5 separate regions of the Mus musculus genome follow, and regions 1, 2, 4 and 5 are each linked to region 3. The links are chromatin contacts, called in public HiCAR-type and HiChIP or PLAC-seq maps. All regions are on one chromosome and are shown on one strand. Each heading gives the region's core, a stretch centred on a gene start, on an enhancer-like site or on the middle of the called end of the contact. The rest is flanking DNA. Distances are from core to core; before and after follow the strand shown. Region 1 overlaps Rbms1 (RNA binding motif, single stranded interacting protein 1). Region 2 overlaps Rbms1 (RNA binding motif, single stranded interacting protein 1). Region 3 has its middle 39 kb from the start of Gm33841. Region 4 overlaps Rbms1 (RNA binding motif, single stranded interacting protein 1). Region 5 overlaps Gm33436 (a long non-coding RNA gene).

The links. HiCAR-type assays count read pairs that join an accessible place to other places. HiChIP or PLAC-seq counts read pairs in DNA pulled down with a chosen protein or histone mark.
Region 1: an H3K4me3 HiChIP or PLAC-seq map of the SCID.adh cell line shows a contact between it and region 3, with 7 times the contacts expected there. The contact joins two enhancer-like sites.
Region 2: a contact with region 3 is called in a HiCAR-type map of Th17 cells, with 7 times the contacts expected there. The contact joins two enhancer-like sites. A contact is called at or near these places in 2 of 39 promoter capture datasets (the HPC-7 cell line and cranial neural crest), 1 of 484 Hi-C or Micro-C datasets (bone marrow-derived macrophages), 4 of 115 datasets of contacts at active chromatin or transcription factors (Th17 cells, embryonic basal ganglia, embryonic stem cells and 1 more) and 1 of 9 other capture datasets (embryonic stem cells).
Region 4: a contact with region 3 is called in an H3K27ac HiChIP or PLAC-seq map of regulatory T cell precursor, with 20 times the contacts expected there. The contact joins two enhancer-like sites. A contact is called at or near these places in 1 of 39 promoter capture datasets (hippocampal neurons), 1 of 484 Hi-C or Micro-C datasets (bone marrow-derived macrophages) and 3 of 115 datasets of contacts at active chromatin or transcription factors (Th17 cells, embryonic basal ganglia and regulatory T cell precursor).
Region 5: a HiCAR-type map of Th17 cells shows a contact between it and region 3, with 7 times the contacts expected there. The contact joins two enhancer-like sites. A contact is called at or near these places in 9 of 39 promoter capture datasets (the C10 cell line, Sertoli cells, cranial neural crest and 5 more), 2 of 15 datasets of contacts at CTCF or cohesin (the NIH/3T3 cell line and large pre-B cells), 6 of 484 Hi-C or Micro-C datasets (bone marrow-derived macrophages, cerebral cortex, embryonic stem cells and 2 more), 6 of 115 datasets of contacts at active chromatin or transcription factors (Th17 cells, bone marrow-derived macrophages, differentiating embryonic stem cells and 3 more) and 2 of 9 other capture datasets (adipose tissue and macrophages).

The regions. Positions count from the first base shown.
Region 1 is chr2:60,841,829-60,844,528 of GRCm38.p6, forward strand. Rbms1 (RNA binding motif, single stranded interacting protein 1) reads right to left here. Exons shown (of 14, transcript NM_001141931.1): 2 at 469-644. Among named protein-coding and RNA genes, the nearest start is that of Rbms1, 38 kb to the right of the region's middle. Within about 2 kb of position 1,428, at least 74 of the 459 cell types and tissues checked have an H3K27ac peak or open chromatin away from gene starts, as enhancers often do. A contact at or near this core is called in the SCID.adh cell line, where this site is marked.
Region 2 is chr2:60,809,542-60,812,241 of GRCm38.p6, forward strand. The region is part of intron 2 of Rbms1 (RNA binding motif, single stranded interacting protein 1); the gene reads right to left. Among named protein-coding and RNA genes, the nearest start is that of Rbms1, 71 kb to the right of the region's middle. Within about 2 kb of position 1,285, at least 192 of the 459 cell types and tissues checked have an H3K27ac peak or open chromatin away from gene starts, as enhancers often do. A contact at or near this core is called in Th17 cells and regulatory T cell precursor, where this site is marked.
Region 3 is chr2:61,492,802-61,495,501 of GRCm38.p6, forward strand. No RefSeq gene overlaps it. Among named protein-coding and RNA genes, the nearest start is that of Gm33841, 39 kb to the right of the region's middle. Within about 2 kb of position 1,315, at least 44 of the 459 cell types and tissues checked have an H3K27ac peak or open chromatin away from gene starts, as enhancers often do. A contact at or near this core is called in the SCID.adh cell line, Th17 cells and regulatory T cell precursor, where this site is marked.
Region 4 is chr2:60,773,280-60,775,979 of GRCm38.p6, forward strand. All of the region lies in intron 6 of Rbms1 (RNA binding motif, single stranded interacting protein 1), which reads right to left. Among named protein-coding and RNA genes, the nearest start is that of Gm33436, 82 kb to the left of the region's middle. Within about 2 kb of position 1,427, at least 53 of the 459 cell types and tissues checked have an H3K27ac peak or open chromatin away from gene starts, as enhancers often do. A contact at or near this core is called in regulatory T cell precursor, where this site is marked.
Region 5 is chr2:60,716,244-60,718,943 of GRCm38.p6, forward strand. It overlaps Gm33436 (a long non-coding RNA gene), which reads left to right. Exons shown (of 3, transcript XR_374559.3): 3 at 987-1,456. It also overlaps a transcript of Itgb6 not described here. Among named protein-coding and RNA genes, the nearest start is that of Gm33436, 25 kb to the left of the region's middle. Within about 2 kb of position 1,283, at least 44 of the 459 cell types and tissues checked have an H3K27ac peak or open chromatin away from gene starts, as enhancers often do. A contact at or near this core is called in Th17 cells, where this site is marked.

The DNA.
Region 1 (2,700 bases), core at 178-2,677, 650 kb before region 3:
CCAATGAGAAAAGCGTGAATGATCTGCACCATGGAGATCCTGATGCTTGTGAAACCAGAGGGACACCATCCCAGCAGGAACCAAGAACTTACACACACTCAAGACGAGCTTAGCTTGATAATTATGTTTCTGACAAATAATGTCAGCTGGTTTCTCCTATGGGATTGACTAGCTCCTATCAGGCTTCTATGAAAGATGAGTACTCTTAAAAAAGATCTAGCCATCAATTTTTCTTAATTTCATATTTTATTTCTCAAATGCCAAATTAAGAAAATGCAAATTTTACTTGTATGTTGGCATTCTACTAGCACGTGTGAATACTAAGAAAGTGACCAAGAGTTGCACGTGTAGGGTCTTAGATATTTTCATATATATTTATTTTATGCACCTCTCCTTTAACATAACCTACATTCTCTTTGGCTATGATCAAGGAAGTCTTGGCAGCTAAGGCAAAGCAATTATACTCACGGTTGGCAGAGCTTCACCAGGTCTTGATCAGTGGTATTGGGGGGCAGGCCTCGGATGTAGAGGTTTGTCTTGCTCAGCTGATCCCATCCTGAGTTGCTACTGCTGCTACTGTTGTTATTACTGCTGGTGGTGCTGGGACTGGGTGGGGCCATGGGGTGTGCTGGGACCAGAGACTGCTGCAAAACAAAAACCAGGGAGTGTCAGAGCAAAAGTAAGGGATCAAGCACCACTCAGAGGCTATGTGAGCTACCAAATAGAATAAAGACAGCAAAATTAAACACAGATTATCCTCAGCTACTGTGATCTAAAATTTAACTTACAGGTGAAAAAATATCTATTCATCTTTAGACAAACAACTCAAAAAACTCTCAATATGAAATAAAAGAATTTTACTCATCAATATCTGAAATGTGGATGAATTTATGGATAATCAATTTATTCAGACATTTTAAGGAACACATCTCCTGAGGCTCAAAATTAACTTGCATGAGGTCACATGATACTGTTGTCATCTTAATATACACTAGTTTAGAAATCACCAGGCTTTTGAAAAGCCTTCAGATTCTGAAGACTATTTGATTGAAAGTAGCTGATTATTTAAAGTACTCTTTAAAAGGAGACTACTCTTAAAATGTCAGAAAGTTAGAGCTTCACCCAGAGCCTCTCACTTCTAAGCTAGATCTGTGGCTTCATGGAGACATCTGGATGAGATTCACTGCACGATGCTTCACTCTGGCTGACCTTGTGAAATTTAACCCCTGTGAGAAAGCTGTGGCAGTTGGAAACCTTCCCAAGAGGGCATCTTGTAAAGCCTGCAGCTAAGGGTTTCTCAGGCTTGGCTCTCCAGTCAGCAGCCACCTAGGAAGAGTGTCTGAAGTATGCACACCAGATACTGCTGCTCTGAGCGCGAGCTGGTGGAGGGAAACCACAGCTCTCTGACCCTAGGCCCCACACAAGACTTTTGAGGAAGTTAAAGGGCTCAGCCCAATGACAGTGAGGTGGACCCAAACTGTCCTCACAGCCAATGTGCCGCAGGAGCAGGAAGTAGTCTCCTTCATATTTTCTATAAATATGAAATATATTAAGTAGTAAATATATTAAGCCAAGAATAGCAGTTACACAACAGTTTGAACATACAAAAACCTAAATACTTGCCAGACATGCAACAAAGATTTCAAATATTGATGTCAGACATTTACTACTACAGACAAAAATGTATTCCATAAGGCATATGGAAGAAAAATTAAACTCCACAGCAGAAAATGTGAACAGTCAACATATACAACTCTCATGTATCTTGCCAGCAATTTCAGATGCCCACTGTAGACATCATGGTCTGTGCCTAGCTTCTGCCATGAACATGCTAATTCCACAACATCTTAACAAGCTGAGAACTCAGTAACTCTTTCTTCTGGTCCTTTACCTTCGTCCCTCTCCGTTCAGGGTCCCTGCTACGTTGTCACTCAAATACTACTTCATCTAAAGAGACTCTTTCAGAAGGAGAGTACTTGGAAAAACTGATCAAAGGATGAGGAAATTCTACTTCATAAGAGCTGAACTTGAGTTAGGAATATTGTTATTGCTTAATCTAAAACCCAAACTGCCCTGCCTGAGATTCTATCCTTCCAACCCATGCTTTATAGCTTTCAGGGGCAAGTAAATTCACATGCTGTGTCTATAATCTATGGACTATAGGCACTGGTTTCTAGGTATAAAACCACCTGGCCCTGTCTCCTGTTATGCCACAGATGTCACACAAAACTCTGTTCTTCTTTACTCAAGTCTCAGTATCTCCATGTATCCATTCTCTTTTCTTCTCATAGTTAAACTGAGATCTAGACAGGTACACTCATTAGCCCCCATCTACCAAGCCTCTGACTGTCAAAGAAATGGTAACCATAGACAGAAGTAGGTAAGACCACATGTTCTCTTAAATGTCATGTAATCAGTGCCCAAGATACCATCCCAGAGCACAAGGCAATTGGTATAGATAGAAGGATAGAATGGCAGGATAGAAGATGCTGGCTATTGAACAAAATCAGGAATGAAGAGCTAGGCTGTAGTCAGAGGTAGAACATTTGCCTAACAGGCAGAGTCTTAGGTAAAATAATTATATGTGACACCAGGGATGACATCAGGAGAAGTAGTAGAAAAGGGCTGCGGTTTGGGGCCTTCCCAGCTCCTAACCTATTTGCAAAACTACAGCAGGGACACCAACCACAGACTTTCTAA
Region 2 (2,700 bases), core at 35-2,534, 680 kb before region 3:
ACCCTTTGTTTACGTCTGCACACACAGAGAGTCTCAACAGTCAGAAGAAAATCGTGGAGAAGTACCCACAGCCTGTGTTGATGAAGTGCTTCCTGTCTGAATAGAATTATTCTGAACACTGCCACTAACCTGGCTGTGGTTTCAATGTGAAATGCCCTCCTTGGGCTCTGTGTTTAAAGACTTGGACCCCAGCTGGTGGTGCTCTTACAGGAGGTTGAAGAACCTTCAGGGAGCAAAGGCCCTCTGGAGGAAGTGAGTCAGTAGGGTGACCTTTACATCCTGTAGTCTGGCCTACTTCATATCTACTCTCTGCTTCCTGGCCTGCTAGGCTGTCAGGGAGCAGCCTTCTGCTCCTGCCACTAGAGCTGAGAGCTGTTCTGCCATAACGCCATTCCTCCATGAGACTTGCATTCTCATAGCATGAGCCACAGCACTTGAAGGGAGTAAGCATCGCGTACCATGGTCTAGAGCCTTATCCTAGAGGAAGCCACAGATGAAGGCCTTGCAGGTACTGACCCGGGAGAGGAGACTGTAGGCAGGCCGTTTTCCATGGGAAGCAGTGGGGAATGTGTTGGCAGAGCTCTGAGGATGCGCTACGAGACTGCCTGGGTAAGGTTCTTTACAAACTGACTTAAGAGGGGTTACATGGTCACTGCAGGGCACCAGTGGTGACCAAAAAAGTAAGTGTAAGAAATTTCCCAAGAGCTAAATTTATTCTGTGATTCTGGCTTTTCATCCTTGAACGTTCACACCGGCCGGCCTCGGATTCTTTTCTAACATCACAAAAAAACTTTAACTCTACCTGAAAAACTATCCAAAAAGCCCTAGTTTTGTTTACCTTACTAATAGTTAAATAAAAAAAAAGTTAAAAAAAAATAAAAGCCTAAAACTATTCTGTGTTGGAGAGCAGGAGCTGGGCACTCTTGCTTTGCAAGTGGACCAAGAGTAATCAACAGGATTCATGTCAGTAACAACAAGGGTTATTTCTATAGATAACCAAGGGGAAAAGGAAGCTCAAAATAACTTTAAAAAAGCACACTTGATGGGATTTGTGTAATTCTTACCTTTAAATTAAAACAAAACAAAACAAAAAAACTCAGTAAAGTTCTGTAGAATAGTCTATGAACTGAGCAGACCATAAACAAAAGAATTCACATGTGAGAATCCAGGCAGCAGCCAGGAAGGCTTGACACTTCCCTGTCCCTGCAGGCCAGGCTGGGGTGGGTCAGCAATGGTGTCTCCACACACTTCCTGTCTCCACCCTGCTGAGGCAGCAGAGAGGCAGCTCCTTGGCTTCCTGCTTCCTTAGCTGCTTTGTTTAAACTTTATGCTTAAAAGACTGAGCCCAGCAAGACAGCTCAGTAGGTGAAGGAGGCTGGCCCTGCCTGCAGCCTGATGAAGAAGAGTATGATTCCTGGAACCCACAGAAGGGTGACAGGCAAGAATTGATCCCAAGAAGTTGTCTGCTGATGAGTCATGGTGTAAGTGTGTACACATTCCAACTCAATCACTCACACACACACACACACACACACACACACACACACACACACACACACACACAACTAGAGTGAAAGACAATTTAAATTAAAGTAAAATGTGTCTTAAATGTGAGAGAAGTATTTCATGGATCCTTAGAACCTGGAATGACTACTACTCAAAAGACATCCGAAATACTAGTGTTACAAGGAAATTTGAAAGCATGACACCATATGAATGGGGAATGACATCAATGAACACAGTAAGACTGTCACACAGGACAGCTATACAGACACTGTATGCACGCATATATATATATATATACGTATATATATATATATATATATATATATATACACACACACACACACACACACACACACACACACTAACAGTTATTTTCAAGTGTAAACTACTTGCCCTTTAAAGTTCAAGTGTGCCTTCTCTGGAGGGGACTGGCTACGAAACAATTCAGATGGAGGTGAAACTACTGTTTGTAGACCCAACCCCAGATACTGCTGGGTAATGGTGTAATTGAGAGTCAACTATGGTAGGTAGACTTTCGTTTTGAAAGTTGTGTCTGTGTGTATACATGTTTTTGTGTAGATATACATGTCTGTGTATACATGTTCGTGTGTGTGGATAAGTGTGCAGTGGAGGTTGGAGAACAACCTCGGTGTCACCTTCAGGAACATGTTCTTAGAGACAAGGTCACACACTGGCCTTGAACTCACCAATTAGGCTAGACTGGCTGACCACTGAGCTTCAGGGCTCCTCCTATACTTGTCTCTGAGGCAATGGCATTACAAGGGCATTGCTACATCCTTGCATCTTCACATATGTACTGGGGACCAAATTCAGGTCCTTAAGCTTGCAAGGCAAGCACTTGATTTCCCTAGCACCCCTGAGCCATCTCCACAGCCCCAAGGTGGGCTGGCTTTCTGCTCATTTGGATAATACAAATTACATATAATCTTCATTCTAATCATGATACCACAACTCTCTCCTATAAGGAATATGGCATTTGTCTTAGAACTGCAGTAGAATACAAAATACAGTCCTAGACAAAAATCAAGTATCTTCCTTACTACTTGGTGGTTGGGAGCTCAGCTTATCAAAACACTGCTTTCTTTCACCTGACCAGGCCCACCAGGCCAGCCTGAGACCTTCCAACAGGTCAGTGCCTGCTCCAAACCACATCCAAAAAGGTGATAATTGCCC
Region 3 (2,700 bases), core at 65-2,564:
GGAGGAGCCGCATGAGAAGAGGAGAGAGTTCACAGAACTAGCACTTATATTCTGTTTTTGCAGAGGTATATTTGGCTGTTGTGTGAGACATTCTGAGAAAAAAAAAAGAGAGAGAGAGAAGAGAAAAAAAGAAAAAAAAATCGAGGGAAGAGCAGAGACTAGTTTGTTGAAGTGTCTTCTCCACATGTGGTTTTACAGAATCCACATGACATGCAGCTCACTCTCTGAGTATAACTCAGCCCTATAGTGTAAGGACTCAAAATTGGGCTTGTGAGATGGCTCCGCATGTAAAGGCAACTGCGCCAAACTTGACAGCCCCTTTCTGATTCCCAGGACTCACAAGGTGTTAGGAGAGAATTGGTTAAAAATATGTTTGTTCTCTGACTTCCACAGGCATGCCAGGGCATGCGAGCATGCACAAAATTAGCTAATTAATTAATTAACTAATTTAAAAAAAAACACTCAAAATAGCCCGAAGCATAAATGAGATTCCTGTGTTATCAATCACCTGAAAATGTTCATTATAATAGTGAAATGGGAAAATATAGTTGGCGGTTCCCACGGACGTGAACTGTGTCTCTTACCAAAATTCCACTCAAGTCCCTAAATTTCCTAATTCTGTTCTTTTGATCTGGAGAAGGGTTGGTATTTGTTGTTGTTGTTGTTATTTTCTGGCTATTTTCTTCTTGAAAAAATCATAACATGATGAGACACATGGTCACCGAGGGTGTTCATCTGGCTCAGGCACTGTGTTGTTGACAAATGGCCTCTTTCAGCATGAGACAGGGCAGCTTGCTCTGACGGCCTGGACAAAGCATTCGCGTCGTGCCTATCCACAAGAATAAGCTAGAACCCACTTTCAGCACACACAGAACAATGTGTTTCTGTTTCTCTAATTGAGCAAATATATTTTATTTTATTTTTGAGACAGAGGCTTGCCTAGGCTTCTCTTGAAACTGCTACATAGTTGAATGACCTTGAATTCCTAATCCTTCTGCCTCCTCTTGCAAGCGCTATGACATCGCGTGTGGTTGTTACAGAGCCAATTTCTCTACGAACACTTTGGATTCTCATTCAGCAACTGAGCAGTTGTGGTGTTTCTTTACCATCTGAGAATTATAAAGGCCAGCCTCAGATTCCATTTGTCCTGCATGGATTTTCCAGTACTATCACTCAAGCTAAGGAGCAGTTTGTCCCAACAAAAGACAAGCCTCCTGTTAGCCAACCGCTGCCAGATGTTGAGGTGAAGGCGCTAACAGCTGTGCTGACACCAAAGCAAAGTGGTTGGTTTCCTGCCTAATGTAGGGACTGTGCAAGCCCTTTGCAAAGGGGCACCTTGCCAGCCTGCGTGGTATCTTCAGCGAGGCAGACAGGGTTCAAACAGGAATATGCTATTCGACATGCAAATGAAGCCTCATTCTGACATTTTCAAACATAGAAGAGATGCACCTCTAATCCCCCTCTTAGTCATTTTTGATGTTTTGGTTTTCTCTGGCTACCACATTTGCAATCGAGCCAGCAAAGATGGGCTGAGTGATGCTGTGGTCTCCCTTCATCCTGGCTGGCCTGTTCTCAGCCTGACTGCAAAATGCCAAGCAGCAAAGTGCTGGTTTTTCTCCGAGGTAAACAATGACTGACGCATAATCATTGCCCTCTCTTTACACATACAGTGTTCATTGCTGACCTAGGAGAACACCTCCAAAATGCCGGCAGCCTTAGTCTGAAAACCAGTCGAAATCCTCACATTTCCAGGAGACATGCCCCCTCTTGTGGTGGCTTCTCAGTACTGCAGGTCTAGTTTCCTCTGGAATAGAAGGAAGGTAGCCAACAGCTTCCTGCACTTAGACCAGTAAAAATCTTCTTGGCCTTTGAACGCCAGACAAGAATTGAAATCTTGCATTTCTGAGTGCTTATTCAAAGAAATTCTAAACATAAAAAAATGAATCAACATGTAGATAAACATGTTGAAGTCCTAAGTGGCAAGGTACCTTGCTAGTCTCTGAACATAACCTTCTTCCGGTTCATAATATGAGATATTAAATCGTGTGTGATTAAGTGTAATGAATTATATTAAGCAATAATTTTTCATGAAAGTCAACTTATCCTTCTAGAAGATTAAAAATAAAATTTTATGTTTAAGTTTTCAATTTTAAAATCATTCATATCCATTTAGAATAGACATTGCAACTTCCTATTAGAGATTTCTAGAAATCATGAAGAAAAAGAGGACCAGCTTGGTGTTGCAAAGGATATAATCAGTCAACTCTCGGTTTAAAAAAATAATAAGTAGTGATCGTCTCCCAGACAAACCATCCAAGGAGAAAGAATGGACTGTTGCGTGTATTGTACCATTTTATAGCTACAGTGGTTGAAAGAATAACATGTCTTTATACAAGCTTTTACTATAAAGAAACTTTTTAAAGATACCCCCCCCCCAAAGTTAATACATTTATCAGTGTGATGCACAGAATCCGGCAAGGCAAAAATATTTTTTAAGGTTTATTGATTTTTATTTTATGTGTACAAATGTTTTGCCTACATGATATCTGTGCACCACGATCCTGTCTGCTACTCAAGGGGGCCAGAGAGGGCATCGGATCCCCTGGAACTGAAGTTACAGGTCGTTGTGAGAGGTCATGTGGACGCTGGGAATTGAACCCAGGACCTCTGGAAGTGCAGCCAGGGCTCATGACCAGTAAG
Region 4 (2,700 bases), core at 177-2,676, 720 kb before region 3:
CTAGTATGGGGAATCCTGATGTCACCTTAATATAAAAACATAGGCTGGCAGGATGATGGGTAACAGAGCTAAGTAATCAAACATGACTTTTTTCCTTTTTTAGAGACAGGGCCTAAAACTTACTGTGTAGGCTTGAGTGGTCTTGAACTCACAGAGATCCACCTGCTTCTACCTCCAAGGCATGCACCACCATGCCCATTTGGACCTCCGCCCTTTAGCCTTCTAGAAGCTAGTATACATGAGTTACAGCTAAGAAGACTACACTGTTCCTTTTATTTCTAAAACTTATCTTTGGGGGCTTTACCACATTTCTTTTCGTTTTCCTTTTTAATGGTTGTGACTTGGATGCTAACAGGTTCCGTCAATGACCCAACACCAGCAGATCCTTTGAGGACTCTAGCACACCAGGGCAAAAGCTGTATTGGGATGTGAGCCTGGCTAAAGTGCCTTTCTTTTCTGAACTTGGCTCCAGTGTCATAGGCAAACTGCCAACTGTGCAAGAATCCAAGTACTCTGACAGGAACCATACTGGGTAATTCTGCTTATGCTAGCTAAACAAGGCATCGTCAAATAGGCCATCCTCTGGCTGTGTCTATAAGATGTTATGTCTACCTAGCAAGGAGCCCATGGTAGTTAACCATTCAGGAAGGCACACTCGATGTAACCTGCTCACCCCCATCATTTTATTTTCTACCCAATCTGATCGATAATCTCAAGCTCTCCCCAGATGAAGCGAGATCTATCCCTGAGACACTGGCTAGCATTCAAAGCTCCTCTCACTATGGGTACGGAAGTACCAAGTTCAGAGAAGCAGAAAACTTTCAGATTCCTCATGGGTTCCAACATGTGCTGGGGACTTGTTTGGGGGAAAGGCTGAGTTTACTACAAGAGTGTGCTTCCAAATCCCACACTGAGCCCGGAGGCAATTCAACCTCATTCATACGTCACAGGCCTCCGAGCAGCTCTGAGTACTGAGATGAGCATTCAGGTCAAAAGCTCAGAGACAGCACTCAGTGAGCCCTGCAGGGACAGGGTGGCATACAAAAGTCACAAGCCAATGCTCCTGCCCCCACACAACTTGCAACCTAGTCCCGAACCCAGATCAGTGCACAGAAATGAGAGAAATTAGAATTGAAAGAATTTAGAAATGAAGTGGCATTAAGGACTGGATGGGAACACAGCCTCAGCTGCCGGATAAGGCCTCTGCAGCCAGGCCTGCAATATAGATGGGACTCATGTCTCTTGTACTCATTTGTCCCCTGGTACAACATGGAAGAAACTCTTCTCTAGCAGCTGCAGGGCTGCCCAGGCTCTTACAATCATCCACACGTGGTTTGGAAACCAGGGGTTTTTCTTGAATGGGTGTGGCCAGCAGTCTGTAAACCCACCTCAAAGGAAACAGTTTAAGGACCCAACCACAAAGTCCTTCAAAGAACAAAGGAAACTGTTCAGTCGGTCTGTGATAAGTCTGATAAGTCTGAGGTCTCCTTCACAGAGGAGCTGGGAGATTTTATCTGGGGCTATAACAATGGTGCTGGGTCCTTTCCCTTTTTCAACCAGTCTTGCTGCTGCATGAAGAACGAACCAAAGGAGGTCACAAGCTGTGTGTGGCTGGTGTCCTGAGCATGCAGAGAGGGGACTCAAACTGGCACTGAGCTAAACTCACAGGGCAGGCGTCTACTAGTTTGAGGTTAAAACGTTTTCCTTTCATCTAAGTGTTGTTGATGGAAAAACAAACAAACTAACTAACTAACTAGCTAACTAGCTAACTAGCTAACTATAACTAAGTCAGGGAGTTAAAGGAAGCTCTTCCGCCAGGCTGAGTTTTTCTGAAGGCACTGTGCATGCAGGTCTTAGATTTTAAGTTCCAAGTGTGTACCTATGTGCAGTTCACCTTTAGTAGCAGCTGTAAAAGTGATGTGCTGTCAGGATTTAATGTTACAAGACCAAGTGTGGCCCATGGTTCTATACAGACATACACATGAGTTCCTTTATGAAAAAAAATGGAACTGGGTACAGAAAAGTAAAATGATTTTCTAATCATCTTCATCAGTCATACTATTGACGATGGAACCCGGGAGCTCTGGGAGAATAAATACCCAACGCCATTACCCATGAAAACCTCAGAGCAGCCACCTAAGCCCGGGACTCCAGGATGGAGCCAATCTAACATCAACATACTTCAGTGCTTTCCGGCTGTGTTCTATGTGACAAGCTAGGGTAGGTGTATGCCATTCAGAGGTGGGGCCTGACCAGTCTTTTATGTTCCTCAGGTTCAATCCACAGGATCTACTTACTACTGCAATACCTTTTTTTTTTAATTTTAATTTTATTTTACTTTATTGCATATGAAAGGTGCTGGAGAGACTGTGGGGGTGAAGATGCGTTTGGCCAATGGCATACTCTCTTCTTCTGGGTTCCTGCATGTTTGTTTATTACAGGGGCCATCATGGTTCCGGGTGAGCTCCAGGACCTGACTGTTCCCCACAGGAGCGTTTGAGTTAATTCTTGTTGATGCAGCTGAGTTACTGAAGATACTAGTGAGCAGAGGGCTGGAGGACACCATGAAAGGACCCATCTCCAGACTTCTACACAAGCATGAGTAGATCTGCAGGGTATGGGCATGCAGAGGCAGACAATGATGCTGTAAGGAGTCAGACTTGGTGGCTGGCACAGGCTTGCCAACTCCAGACCCAGTAG
Region 5 (2,700 bases), core at 33-2,532, 780 kb before region 3:
TGGGTAGGCAGTTGCAAAGTCGGTGGTGATGCTGTCTGTGCCCTACCTTCCCCGCCTTGTGTCAGTTTAAGTGACATGTTTGGAACATCGTGAGAGCCTCACAAGAAGCTAAACAGATATCCACAGCATCTGTTTGGACTTCCAGAAGTAGGAGTCAAAATCAACTTCTTTCCTTTATAGATTGCTTGCCTCCAGCTATTCTGTTAGAGCAATGAGCCACAGGCTAGAGCCCCATATCTAATTCAGCCATTTGAAATTAATTTCTTATTTCTATTTATGCATATATGCCTGTGTTAATTTAAACACATGATGTGCATGCATATTCTGGACAGGCCAGAGGGGGGTCAAATCCCCTGGAAGTAGAGTTATAGGCACTTGTGAACCATCTCATGTGGGCACTAGGGACCTTGGGTTCTCTGGCAGAGCAGTAACTGTGTGCTATTAACTGCTGAGCCATCTCTTTAGCCCTCAGCCCTGTTAATATCTTACAAGAGATTTGCACCTTTTTTCTTAATGAATAACTTTCCTTAATTTGAGAAAAAGAAGGAAAGGGCCCCATAGGTCAAGGTACTTGCCTAGTTTCACACAGTCATTAAAAGGTAGGACCTAGACCTGGACCCAGCCCACAGATGCAGCTTTTTTCACAATATCCTTTGGTCAGAAGGCCCCTGTGATAGTTCCTTTTGGAGTCATAAGTAATTGTTCTCAGGAGGGGAAAAGGACACTACAGTGGGTACAATTACAATCCGTACACTGGATCGTTACTAAAATTGCCTCTCAGAATTAGAGGATGTTCAGAGGTCGGAGCTGAGACCCTGGGGTAAGCCTCCCTGACATACAAGTCTGAATTAGATGCCCAAATTTCTAATCCCAAGTCTATTTGAAGCTTTGCCCCACAGTTAAGTTAGGCAGAATGCCCTGGTTCTAAATAGCAAAATTGACCTTTCCTCCTAGACTTGAGCCCTGAACCCTGAAATTTCTTCCAGACTGCAGCTCCCCTTGAAGCAGTCAACGGATGCTCCTGCAGATGTCTGACTCCAGTCTTCCACAAAGGAATGGAGAAGAGCCAGCCGGGGATATGGATAGAATCCCTAGCATGACATACCAACATCACTACAGCTGGGCTGGTCACTGACTGACGCACCACTAACTTGCTTCCTGAAGTAAGCCATTTGTTGAGAAACCGAAGGAGACTTGTTTCTCCGTCCTCACTCTCAAAGACTAAGGCAGAGGCTGCGGGTGGCTACTGAGCATGCGCTTGACGGTGACTCCCACCGCCAGCCCGGAAAGCCTTTTCTTGTTCAGTTTCTGTGTCAGTGGCTTGTCTTTGATGAGTGTGTGTGACTGTTGCGTGTGGTGCCCTTCTGTTTCCTGCCCTTACAGATGGACTAAGGATGAGAAGGCGGGATGCAAGCCGCAAGCTCCAGCTGTCGCTGGTTAAAGTGCAGCGAGTAGGCTGTGAATTGGCCATTTGGCTCAGGCAAAATGAAGAAGGGGTTCCCCTTCCCTTTCAGAACCCGGAGCCAAGCTTCCAGTTCATCAGTCGGATATTTAACCCTCTCCACTTTGCCCAGAGTGCAGAGAGTGACAAGAAGAAAGACCTTTCAGGTTATTCAAGACTTTGCTTGGGAAATACATATTCATGCATCAAGAGTGAAAACCTCAAATGACTATGGGGTCTGGGTAGGCAATGTGAAGGAAGGAAGCTAGGAAGGAGGAAGTGAATGGACAGATGGATAGTGGATAAAGCTATTATTTAATAGCATCTCTAAGGTACTTTTTTCCCCCTACTCAGACTCATTCTCCACATATATTTCTCACATATGAATATCCTTTCCTTCAGTGGCTCAGAGCCTGCTAATGTGTCTCTAGCTTTCTCATTTTCAGTGGAGACTAGCATATTGTCCCCAGTTCTTCACAGTGGGTTCAGAGCCGGACAAATGGTAACCAACACCTGCTTCTAGTTCTAAAAGGTAGTTGAGGTAATCGAACATACCAGAAGGAATCAAGGGGGGACTGCATTCAATTGGAGGGCATGTGGCTAGGGGGAGGGAGCTCATGTGGACCACACTGCCTTGTTGCTGTGTAAGAATGGAGCCCAATAATGTCCTACATCTCCAATACTTTCTGCAACAGTATGTTTGCCTGTACCTCATAGGGCATGTCGAAGTTTCTCTTCCTTAGATATCTTTGGAGTCATCTTGTCTTTCCATTCCCGTAAGCTCTGGGAGGCTCATCGGTTACTACAGGAGTGTTTGTTATCTGTCTGTCCCCAGAAAGCCGGGCAGGGACTGGTTGGCCTTCATTAGGACAGACAGAGCCCTCTCTCCAGTGTCTGGTCAGACTTACATGAAGTGTCATGGTTTGTGGTGGTGGTTGTTGAAGGCAGGGGCCTCCTCAGACTTACACGTAGGCTTCAGAAAGACAGCCCTGAGATGGTCTCTGCAGTAGATTGAGAAATGGCCCCCAACCCATGCCTTTGTACACAGCAGCCTCTTTGGACTCTTCCTATCTCTACTCCTTAGTTCTGCTTTGGACCATGTGACAAAGGGATTCTAGCAGACTGGTACAAACTGGCAGGGATCTGAAAAATAAAACCGGAGGCTTGCAGCTACTGCTACAGTGTATCCATGGGGCAACGGTGGGGCAAAGGTGAAACTAAGGTTAAACTTACCTGTGAGGCCACACAGCTGAGGACAC